Linked DNA regions of Zea mays: all the other regions are linked to region 3. Evidence: chromatin contacts called from public Hi-C data. All regions are on one chromosome and are shown on one strand. Each heading gives the region's core, a stretch centred on a gene start, on an enhancer-like site or on the middle of the called end of the contact. The rest is flanking DNA. Distances are from core to core; before and after follow the strand shown. Region 1 holds the start of LOC100383053. Region 2 holds the start of LOC100282490. Region 3 holds the start of LOC103641749 (hapless 8).

Region 1 (3,562 bases), core at 754-3,253, 420 kb before region 3:
TCTTGCATGTATTTTGGTCCACAAACCAAGCCTGCACCAGCAACCACATCTGGTACTCCTGTTACACAAACTAAGATAGGGTTTTATGGTATCTTGACCTTTTGGAATTATGATATTTCCGTAATCCTGGCGGTTCTCGGTAGTTAGAAAGACCACAAAATACTAAGTTAAAAGAATAGCTTACTGCACATATCGAATAAGCTGGGTTTGGGGATTATAAGCAACAGATCATAAGTCTTTTGAAGGCTTAGCACTCCTGACCTAGTTTAGTATAGTTTCGTATGTGCTTCTGGTCATAGTGCGCTTAACTTTTTAAGAGCAAATTTCATGGTATTTTATTTACTACATGAACTGTAATATGGATGTGAAACTAAATCATGTCATTAATATATAAAATCAAACTGTGTAAGCCAACTGAGGAAACAAAACACAATCTATGCCCCGCGTTCCAAATTACAGATCACTTTAGATTAATTCTGTGCCAAACTTATGTAAATTGACCAAACATTTAGGAAGCTATATTAACATCTACAGGTTCAATACTAAAGTACCAAAACATATTTTATGGTGAATTTAATGAAACTAATCTGACGTTGTAGATGTTGGTGCATTTTTCCATAAACTTGGTCGAAGATAAAAAAAAAGTTTGACTTAGGACAAAGCTAATGCAACATTTAATTTGGAACAGGGGGAATACAAGACACTGAATGTGTGGAGGATCAGTCTAGCCATGACTGTAATTGTCTACTCTACAATAATATTGAACATCACATAAAACCACAGGGAGCTCCACCAGAAATTTAGCAGTAAACTGAACAAAATGCTGGTATGGACCACTGTGATCAACCAGGATGATGATGCAGAGCACATATAAACGTACGGATTGGCCCCAACAGGTTACCATTGCACAGACTCTAGCAGTTTTGTAGTTGAGTATGACAAACCAACATGGAACTTACATTTATGAACTTATTTCTCATAAATATAATTGCCTAAATTCCTCTTCCCCCAAATGCACAGGGCAGATTGAGCCATTTCACAGGGCAGACAAAGATATGAAATTCACCCAAAAATGCCCCAACCAATAAAAATCAAATCTTTAGCCACAGCAGGAGAAAGAGGACGAAATAGATGCACGCGTACCGTAGCGCGCCCAGAGCTGGGGCTGGACACCGGAGCACTCGCGGACAAGGAAGGGGAGGGAGGGGTTGCGGGCCTTGATGTCACCATAGTTCTTCTTCACGAACTCCCTGCGGGCGACCAGATCGCCAGCGCACCGAATCAGAAACAACAGTTTTAGATAGTCAAATCGGACGGGAAGAGTCGAAGAAGGTGCAAGGTTTGTACCGTCGTGGTAGATGCCGGTGATCTTGAAGTTGCAGGCCTGCTCGGCGTCGTTGCTGGCGATGAAGACGCTGACCTTGGTGGGCCCCCGCAGCTGGATCACGGACGGCTTCACGACGCTGAACACGAGGTCCCACCGGCGGGAGCTGTCGCCCTGGAGCCGGGTTTGCCGAGGCGAGGCGGCGGCGGCGCTCGCTGTTGGAGATCCATGGGCGGGCGCGAAGGGAGCACGGGAGGGAGCGGCTGCGGCGCGGCTGCGGGATCCGTGGGGGATGCGGGATCCGTGGTGGGGGCGGGGCGATGCGTGGGGGGTGAGAGCGTGCGCATCGGACGGCTGAGAGACTCTAAAGCGTATTGGACGGTTGAGATCGTCAGAAGGCAGAACCAAGCAGAGACAGCCTACCCCTTAGAGCCTTAATAGGTAGTATAGATATGCTTAACAACATAATAAAAGATTAACATCAAATTATATATTTATTTATTTTAAAATATTAAATTTGTTGGACACGGTGGACGCTGGACAAAGGCAGGGCTGCAGGGGTTCCGGTTCCTTCTCTATCAGCCGTTGGACCGTTCCGCTAACGTATCGTAATTGAGAGGGCTCCTTCGTAAAATCCCTCACCCGAACAATGGATCGTAAATTCCCCGGCAGGGGAATCGCCTGCATCCGCCCTTCCCAAACCCTAGCATCTCGAATCCGCCGGTCGCCATGGCACCGTTACGGCGCTGGGCAGACCTGCCGGCAGATCTCCTCTGCCGCATCGGAGACCGGCTCGACCTCAAGTGGTACGCCAGCGCGCGGGGCGTCTGCACGGCGTGGCGCTGCGCGCTTCCGCCGCCGTCGCCCGCGCTCCTCGTGGTCGCTGACGACGCTCGCTGTTGCCCCTACGCTGCCTCCCTCCCCACGCGGAGGTCATTCGAGCTCACCGCCATCGTCTCGGGAAGCCGCTGCATTGGCTCCAGCAACGGCTGGATCGCGCTCTCCGTCGTCCTCTTCAACGGCAAGACCGTCTTCGTGCTCCTCAACCCCATCGCCGCTGTGGAGATCCTCCTCCCGCCGCTGATCTACGAGAGTCGCTGGGTTTCCAAGGTCGTCTTCACCCCGAGCCCCGCCAAGGATGACTTCGCCGCCGCGGCAATCTGCGATATCGACAGGATCGCGTACGTCACCGCCGGTGCCAGGAGGTGGGCCGTCATGGACCCCGTCCGCCTCACCTGCGGGGACCAGCTCACCGACGTCGTATACACCGACAAAGGTAAGGTCTTTTGCCTCACCAAGTGCGGGGACGTGCATGTGCTCCGTCTTCCTGAGCGCCGGCGCCGGAAGCCTGCCAACGCTGATGAAGCAGGATCCTCGGAGCCAGAGTTCTCTGTTCTCCAGTCACCACAACCTAATGAGCGCACAATTACATTCCGCCCACTGCGTTGGCAACATCAGCGCAATTTTCGGATGATGCGCTATGAACAGGCCCGGCCAAGAGACCAGGATCTAACTATTCCACTGAGGGTGACCTTCTGTGCAGAGACACTCATCCCATATAAGAAAGTTCCACCTGAATCGCAAGGACCACACCTAAATGCGCCGGCCACTGTTGAGCCCCTGTTGTCTGAGGCCAACCTCCCGTTCAACCCTGCCACTGTCTTTGCTCCACCTTATGACACTGTCTCGTCGTTCACTAGTGCGAAGAACTTGGTGTTCTGTGAGGGCAATCTGTACCAAGTTTGGAGGAACGCAAGCTGCACTGTTACTTTGCAGCTGCCTGCAGGAGGTCAGCATCGCGTCGCTGAAAATGAGATATTGGTGCTGAGGTATTATCCTCGACGGCGGCCTTGCTGGGATGTGGTGAAGGACCTGGGAGGTCACTCGCTTTTTGTGGGAAGGAACAATGCGGTGTCGATGTATGGAGAGGGTGTGCCAGGACTGAGGGGCAACTGTGTCTACTGGATTGGTGGGCGTGGTAGGGATCAAGGCATGGTTTTTGACATGGAATCTGGGAGGTCCACGCCGTGCAGGGTTCCTCCTGTTGGCTTTTTACCTGGGCATCCGCATAGCACAATCTGCTGGTATTTCTTGAGCGATGTAATGAGCATCAATAACTGCTACAGCAATAGTGTCAGCAGCAGCAACAGCAGTGGAGGAAGAAAAATTTATCAAACTCGAGCAAGAGCACGAGCAGATCTTGCACAAGACATGGAAGAATGACTGCGTCGCCGAACT
Region 2 (3,555 bases), core at 427-2,926, 310 kb before region 3:
AGAATTTATAGTATTTTGAAGACTATAAGGGACATAAAGCTAGTCATATTCATATGTTTCATATGAGACCATCTGTTATGAATGACAATTAGCAAATGCACATACAAAAAATAGAAGATACTGTAAATGTCGCTCAAGCATGCAAAATAAGCATGAATTGAAGAGGATCAGAAACCTTGGTAGACTGCACATCTGCCTCTCTGCTCCTCTTTCTGTGGTTATGCATGTCAGGCGAGCGGGTTCGTCTTAGAGAATGTGATTTATGAAAAGCCTTTTCATCTGCATGTGATTTGTGAAAATCCTTTTCATCCACATGAGAAACATTGGCTACAACGCTTCTAAGAGGAACTGCTTCTGATTGACCTCGATCAATTGTTCCCCAATCTCTTTTTTGATGACCCCAATCTCTTTTTTTATGAGTCACCACTGTCTTCTGGGTTTCAGCTTCAGGTTCATGATTAACTTGCATGCTGCTTGTCACACTGTGAACAGGCAATCCTCTGGCAGCACTGTGAGTGCTTTTAACATCATCCTTAGAAGAGGCAGATTTAGCATGAACATAAAGGTGCAGATTTGAGGACAGATGGTCCCATAACCTGCAAAATTGTACATAGATTCATGGCGTTGTCAGAGAAAATGCATGGCACATGAAAAGAAAATGAAACAGGACAGTTTCAGGTGAACGAAGATAACCAGGATACAAATGCATCATTGTCATCGCCTAAAAAAACCTGTAGCTCCTTTGCAGCCTCATCCTTGCGTCTCCCATTCCTTAGCAACACTACAACATACTCCTGAGCAACAAGATATAGATAGATCAGCAATAATGATGGGTTATGGGTTTGCTACATCGAGAAAAGAACAGGCATAATACCAATTACCAACAATATAAATTGTACATCACAATATTGAAAACTGAAAGAAAGCAACCAAGTACTTTAACCTCCACTCCGGACACACCAGAGGTGTTGATAGGTGCGCAACAATACAAAGTCACTTCCCTCGAGAACATAGAGTAGCTGATTGCATAGGCAGCCAAATGCCAGCTATCCCCACTACACAATCCAATATATAAAACGTGGAGTGGGGTAGGGGATCGTGTGCCTCCAATCTCCGGAGCACATAACCCACGCTAAACCCCATAACATGCCCACAGCACACGATACTAAAGAAAGGCAATACCAAATGCGCGATTCGAAACGCGATTCCGCAAAATCCAGAGAGCCGCGCACCGTCCGCTATAGAACCGCATTCCACAGATGGCATGTGCGACGCTAGGGTTTTAGCAACGGATCGGGTATCGTGCCGCGGTGTGGGAAAGGGAAGCGGGGCGCTCACGGCAAGGGTGTCGTCGGAGTAGTCGCCCATGAGCTCCCTGAGCTTCTCCTTGACGCGGTCCTGCAGCATCGTCACCCCCTCGCCGGTAAAGTTCGCCTTGAACGTCCGATCCTCGCCGCCGTCCATGGGAAACCCTAGCGCCGCCGCTCCTCTCGCCCCAGCCACAGCACCAACAGTTTGAGGCGGCGAACGTGGCCGCGTCCTACGGGGCGGAAGCGGCGGGGAGGGAGGGTGGTGAGGGCGGCGGGGGAAGGGCCGCGCCCGAACGCGAGCGGCGTTGGGGTCTGGTCTCTCTGCAGTCTGGACCGTCGCGGGGACGGTCGATTGTGCGGTGCGGTGCGGTGCGGCCGTGCGGCCGCGCGCGTGTTAGTAGTACTTGGTTGCTTTGCGCCTTCGCTGAGGTTCTCTCGTGCGGTGCGATTTTGGGCCTGATACTGGACAAACTGATGCAGCTACACCAATCATGGGCCACTAACCCGATCCAATTGGCTCGAGAAAACTTAAGGTCGTTTGATTCCTTTAGACTTTACCGCGCGGTTTTCCCTCAATTTCTTCTCATAAGTCATTTTTTTCGTCACATCATTAACATATTATTCTCTACTTTTTCATCTTCCACAGCGGTTTCCTCTATATTCTCTCTCTATACCCAACTACAACTATAAAATATCATTATCCAACCATATTTATCATCTATTACCATTTTTATTCACCTATTAAAAAACAATTGTACAAATTTACAGTTGAAGGGGGACGGCAAACTCACGCTGGCTGCCGCGTGTTCCTGTTCACATCTGCTGCGTGGAGGGCCTTGTAGAGGACGCTGTTGCAGCCGTAGGGGGCTTATGTAGCCGCCAGATCGAGGGGAGGGGGCGGCCCGGCGGACGCGACTGCGGACAACCTTAGACTGTCCGTACCGGTTACCCCTAAATTTTTCCCTATATATCACTTTTTGCGTCACATCATCAATATTTCACCTCCTACTTTTTCATCTCCCGCAACGGTTTCCACTATTTTCTCTCCCTATATCCCGCTACAATCATAAAATATTATTTCATATACTACTTTTTATCCACTATCAATATTTCTTCTACTAACAATTAGAGTCGGACCCACAACACAATAGAAGGGGGGAGACGAGCACACGCTGGATCCAGCGGGAGAGAGAAGAGGAGGGCGCGTGTGGCAGCGGTAGGGGGCACCGTAGGGGGCAGCGCTGCGGCGTATAGGGGGTGTTTGTTGCTGATAGTCGCCTAGAGGGGGGTGAATAGGGCGAAACTGAAATTTACAAATATAAACACAACTACAAGCCGGGTTAGCGTTAGAAATATAAACGAGTCCGCGAGAGAGGGCGCAAAACAAATCCCAAGCGAATAAGCAAGTGAGACACGGAGATTTGTTTTACCGAGGTTCGGTTCTTGCAAACCTACTCCCCGTTGAGGAGGCCACAAAGGCCGGGTCTCTTTCAACACTTCCCTCTCTCAAACGATCCCTCGAACCGAGTGAGCTTCTTTTCTCAAATCAAAGCTGGGAACAAAACTTCCCCGCAAGGGCCACCACACAATTGGTGCCTCTTGCCTTGATTACAATGGAGTTGTGATCTCAAGAACAAGTGAGAAAGAAAAGAAGCAATCCAAGCGCAAGAGCTCAAATGAACACGGCAAATCACTCTCACTAGTCACTAGGGTTTTGTGTGGAATTGGAGAGGATTTGATCTCTTTGAATGTGTCTAGAATTGAATGCCTAGCTCTTGTAGTAGTTGAGAAGTGGAAAACTTGGATACAATGAATGGTGGGGTGGTTGGGGTATTTATAGCCCCAACCACCAAAAGTGGTCGTTGGAAGGTTGTCTGTTCGATGGCGCACCGGACAGTCCGGTGCACACCGGACAGTCCGGTGCCCCTGCCACGTCATCACTGCCGTTGGATTCTAGCCGTTGGAGCTTCTGACTTGTGGGCCCGCCTGGGTGTCCGGTGCACACCGGACATGTACTGTTTGATGTCCGGTGCACTGGTATGGGCGTGCCTGACGTCTGCGCGCGCTGCGCGCGCATTAAATGCACCGCAGGAAGCCGTTGCTCCGCTGGCACACCGGACAGTCCGGTGCACACCGGACAGTCCGGTGAATTTTAGCGGAGCGACTGCCGCGCGAACCCGAGGCTGACGAGTTCCGAAGACCGCGCTTCCTTGGAGCACCGGACATGTCCGGTGCACACCGGACA
Region 3 (3,316 bases), core at 43-2,542:
AAAGAGAAGTTTTGGTTCGAGTTTATTTTTTGCTACATAATTTTAAAACTATGGGTCCTTAGCATTGAACTATCAACTTGTGATTTCTAAGGCCATCTTGTATTTTTTTCGATGGCAAAAACTAGGTCCTAGCGTTGCATTATATTTCTATATTAAAACTAGAAGATGTGTTATATTTTATATAAAACTTTGGCATTAGTTTAGTATTTTTTAGTTTAATGAAATAGTTATTAAATTTTAAGGAGTGAAACATTTTTTCATTACTTCTAAAATGTGTAAAATCCCGTTAAAGCCAGATAGATGGCAAATTTATGCAGTATCAATAGTTCCGTTGTAAGGATCTTGACCCTTAATTTCGTAGTAAAAAAACAAAATCGAATAGTGGTGGTTGGTTTAAAATAGAATTTTCGAAATGGCCAAATATACCCTCGCGAAGAGCGATTGTTGCGTGGAAAATATAGACAAGGCCATCGATGACAACAGAGAGAAGGTAAGAGAGAGAAAGAGCACTCAATACGATCGAAATATAAATAAATATAGTTAATGTAGAATACGACAAAAAACCCACATATTTTCTTGCGTCAGCGCTCCCCTTTCTCTCTCTATGAGTCTGAGCCTCCTCTTTTTCCTCGCTTCAAAAGCAAATACACCTCTTGAACGGCTGCAGCTAACAGTATTCGTTCCGTTCTAAAATAAATACACTTTTAAAGTTTCAATAAAGAATTATAAAAAACCATTCACTTTAGAAATAAGAAATATAAAAAACTAGCTAGATCGTCTTATATCTAGAAATATACTTGCTTTAAAATAAATTATAAATATTTCAGAATAAATTGGAAACACAAGGCGTGACCGAGTGAGTACAGCCAGCTAGCCAGCCCCGCCTTTGGCTTGGCTTGGTGGAGAACCAGATGCCTTTTATGTGTGAGTGGTTGGCGTTTCCTTCTCTCTTCTAATCTTTTTTTTTTCTGCAGCAATTTCGGAGTACTCTCTGTCTCAATATTTTTTATAACGTTTAGACACATAGTTCATCCTTTTTAAAATTGTTATATAAATATTAATTATTTATTATTAGATATATTTTAATAACGATTTATTTACTTTATTATTTATAGAAAACCGATTAAGAGTCTGTTTGTTTGTTTGTGTAGGATTATAATATGATATGATCAGATTATATAATCTAATTTATTTAAAACTTGGATAGATTATAGTCTTAAATAAATAGGCCCTAAAATAAATGATCAAATATAATATAATGCGTCGTCTAATGCGTTATCTATCTTGCCACCGAGCGAGTAGAGTATTCGGCTATTCGCACACAGACAGCGTGGTGCCGAGAGAGAGAAAGTGGTGGTGGAATACATAGCAAGCCAAAAAAAAAACATTTCTTCCCTTTTTCCTTGCCTCGCTTCCCCTCCCCCGTCTCCTGTTCTCTTCTCCCTTCTCCGTCTGCTTCAGCCCCCAGAAATCGAAGCCACCACCACCATAGAGCTCCGAGCCCCTCGCCCTCCTCCCCGCCTGTTCGCTGCGTGGATCTACAGGCAGGATGCTCACTCCCGCGCGCGCGGGCGCCGCTCGGTGAGCGGCTGTGAAGAAAAGGTAAGAGAACTGCCGGAGTTCTCCGAGTTAGTACGTGCGGTGACTTCGTAGGCGGTTCTCGATTTGCTTGACTTGAATCCGCTCTGTTGGATTTTTCCCTGCTCTTGCGCGTCGCTTCCCCTTACGAGACTCATCGCTGGAACTGGAAGATTGGCGTCTGCGGAATGGATCTCTTCAGGCGGAGTTGGGATTTCTCGCGTGCTTCTCTCACTGCTTGTGACTGAGCGCTAGATCTCCGCTGCTTTTCGTGCTTGCTTGTGTTGTTCTTGGCTACCGGCAAAGTTTCCCGATCCCTGCATCTGCCTTTTCCAGATTTGGTACGGATTAGGCCCCCGTTCTCGAACTCCTTCCTGTACGTCCTCCCATGCCTCGTCGTCCATATCCAAGCCACATAAATCCCCGATTAGGCCAGTGATGAAGCAACAGAAAATCCTTACTTTTTATTGGTTTCTCGCCATATCTCTAGTTAATAAGCTCCCTTTACTCTTTTCTTCTTTTGCTATTTATTTCCCCATCAAGAAAGCACTACCATACAAGCTACCCTCCAGTGCTTGGCAACTGTTCATGTCTTCTTCCTGCTGTTCCCTTTCTGCGAATCCTTTGCAAGAGTTGCATGATCCGTGTAGACTTCCCCTTAATCTGCTCCAAGACTAGCCCGTTCACCACCTTGCCCCGGGATGATATTTTATGTGCTTTTGTGCTACTTCGAGGGCAGCTCCCTCCGCTCTTGTCCTCTCCTCTCTGCATCTATCTCTCTCTTGCTGCATCGATCAGCATAAAATCATGCCATTATATTCCCAAAGAACAGCTGGTTTGGTTGTGTGGACATGAAATAATATGTACCTTGGTTTCTTTCTGCAGGTGCCTGATGAGAATTGAGATAGTGGGCGGCCAAGGAAGCGAAGTTTCTCGCACTCCACCTGTTGAATTTACCAACTTGGTATGCTGGAGTGTAAGGATAAGAGCAGACCCAATTGCTTCACAGCTCTTGGGTTCTTAGTGCCGACTGTAGCAGCAGCAGATCTGGGGCGAGCAGCGAAGGCGTTCATCAGATGTTATCCAGTGAGCAGCCTTCAGGCCCCTCATGTTCCTTCAAGTCTACTGGCCCGGGTGTGAGCACTGATCCGGCAACCTCCGTGGCCGAGGGGCCGCCGAGCCAGGATCCCAGAGATCTGGTCCAACCTTATCCCAAGTTCTCCATAAGGTGAAAGAGAGATATATATACCTTTGATTCAGTACCTTGGGAGATAGATTATTTTTGGTGTTTAAGTTCTTGATGCTGGATCTCTGTCTTTATGGTGCGTCGATTATGGGGGTGTTTGGATACCCCCGTCTAAAGTTTAGTTTGGTTTTTCGGATGTCGATTTGAAGGATTAGACAGAACCTAATTATAAAGCTGATTGCATAAGTAGTGGCTAATTCTGTAGACGAATCTATTGAGTCTAATTAATCCATGATTAGAACATGTTTACTGTAGCGAAACATGGGCTGATCATAGATTAACTTGGCTTAATAGATTTGTGTCACGAATTAGCCATAATTTATACAATCAGTTTTATAATTAGCTCATGGTCCTAATTGACATCCAAAACTTGACTAAACTCTAGTCCGGAGGATCCAAACACCCTAATTATTGGCTGCTGCTTTGAGGGGTCGGATTGGGTATGCATGGCTGCTTTCAGGGTTAATCCGTGTTATTGTCTGGGGTTGTTTG

Evidence for each region. Hi-C and Micro-C count contacts between places; a contact is called where the count stands out from the background.
Region 1: a Hi-C map of leaf shows a contact between it and region 3, with 5 times the contacts expected there. The contact joins the promoter of LOC100383053 here to the promoter of LOC103641749 in region 3. A contact is called at or near these places in 3 of 25 Hi-C or Micro-C datasets (bundle sheath, ear and leaf).
Region 2: a Hi-C map of tassel shows a contact between it and region 3, with 4 times the contacts expected there. The contact joins the promoter of LOC100282490 here to the promoter of LOC103641749 in region 3. A contact is called at or near these places in 3 of 25 Hi-C or Micro-C datasets (ear, leaf and tassel).

What each region holds. Positions count from the first base shown.
Region 1 is chr10:127,509,152-127,512,713 of Zm-B73-REFERENCE-NAM-5.0, reverse strand. It overlaps LOC100383053, which reads left to right and starts at 2,003. Exons shown (of 1, transcript NM_001175729.1): 1 at 2,003-3,562. The coding sequence starts at 2,054. The coding sequence ends at 3,547.
Region 2 is chr10:127,401,048-127,404,602 of Zm-B73-REFERENCE-NAM-5.0, reverse strand. LOC100282490 reads right to left here and starts at 1,676. Exons shown (of 9, transcript NM_001155399.1): 1 at 1,339-1,676; 2 at 694-794; 3 at 176-596. The coding sequence starts at 1,464.
Region 3 is chr10:127,087,930-127,091,245 of Zm-B73-REFERENCE-NAM-5.0, reverse strand. It overlaps LOC103641749 (hapless 8), which reads left to right and starts at 1,292. Exons shown (of 4, transcript XM_008665080.3): 1 at 1,292-1,602; 2 at 2,464-2,806. The coding sequence starts at 2,655.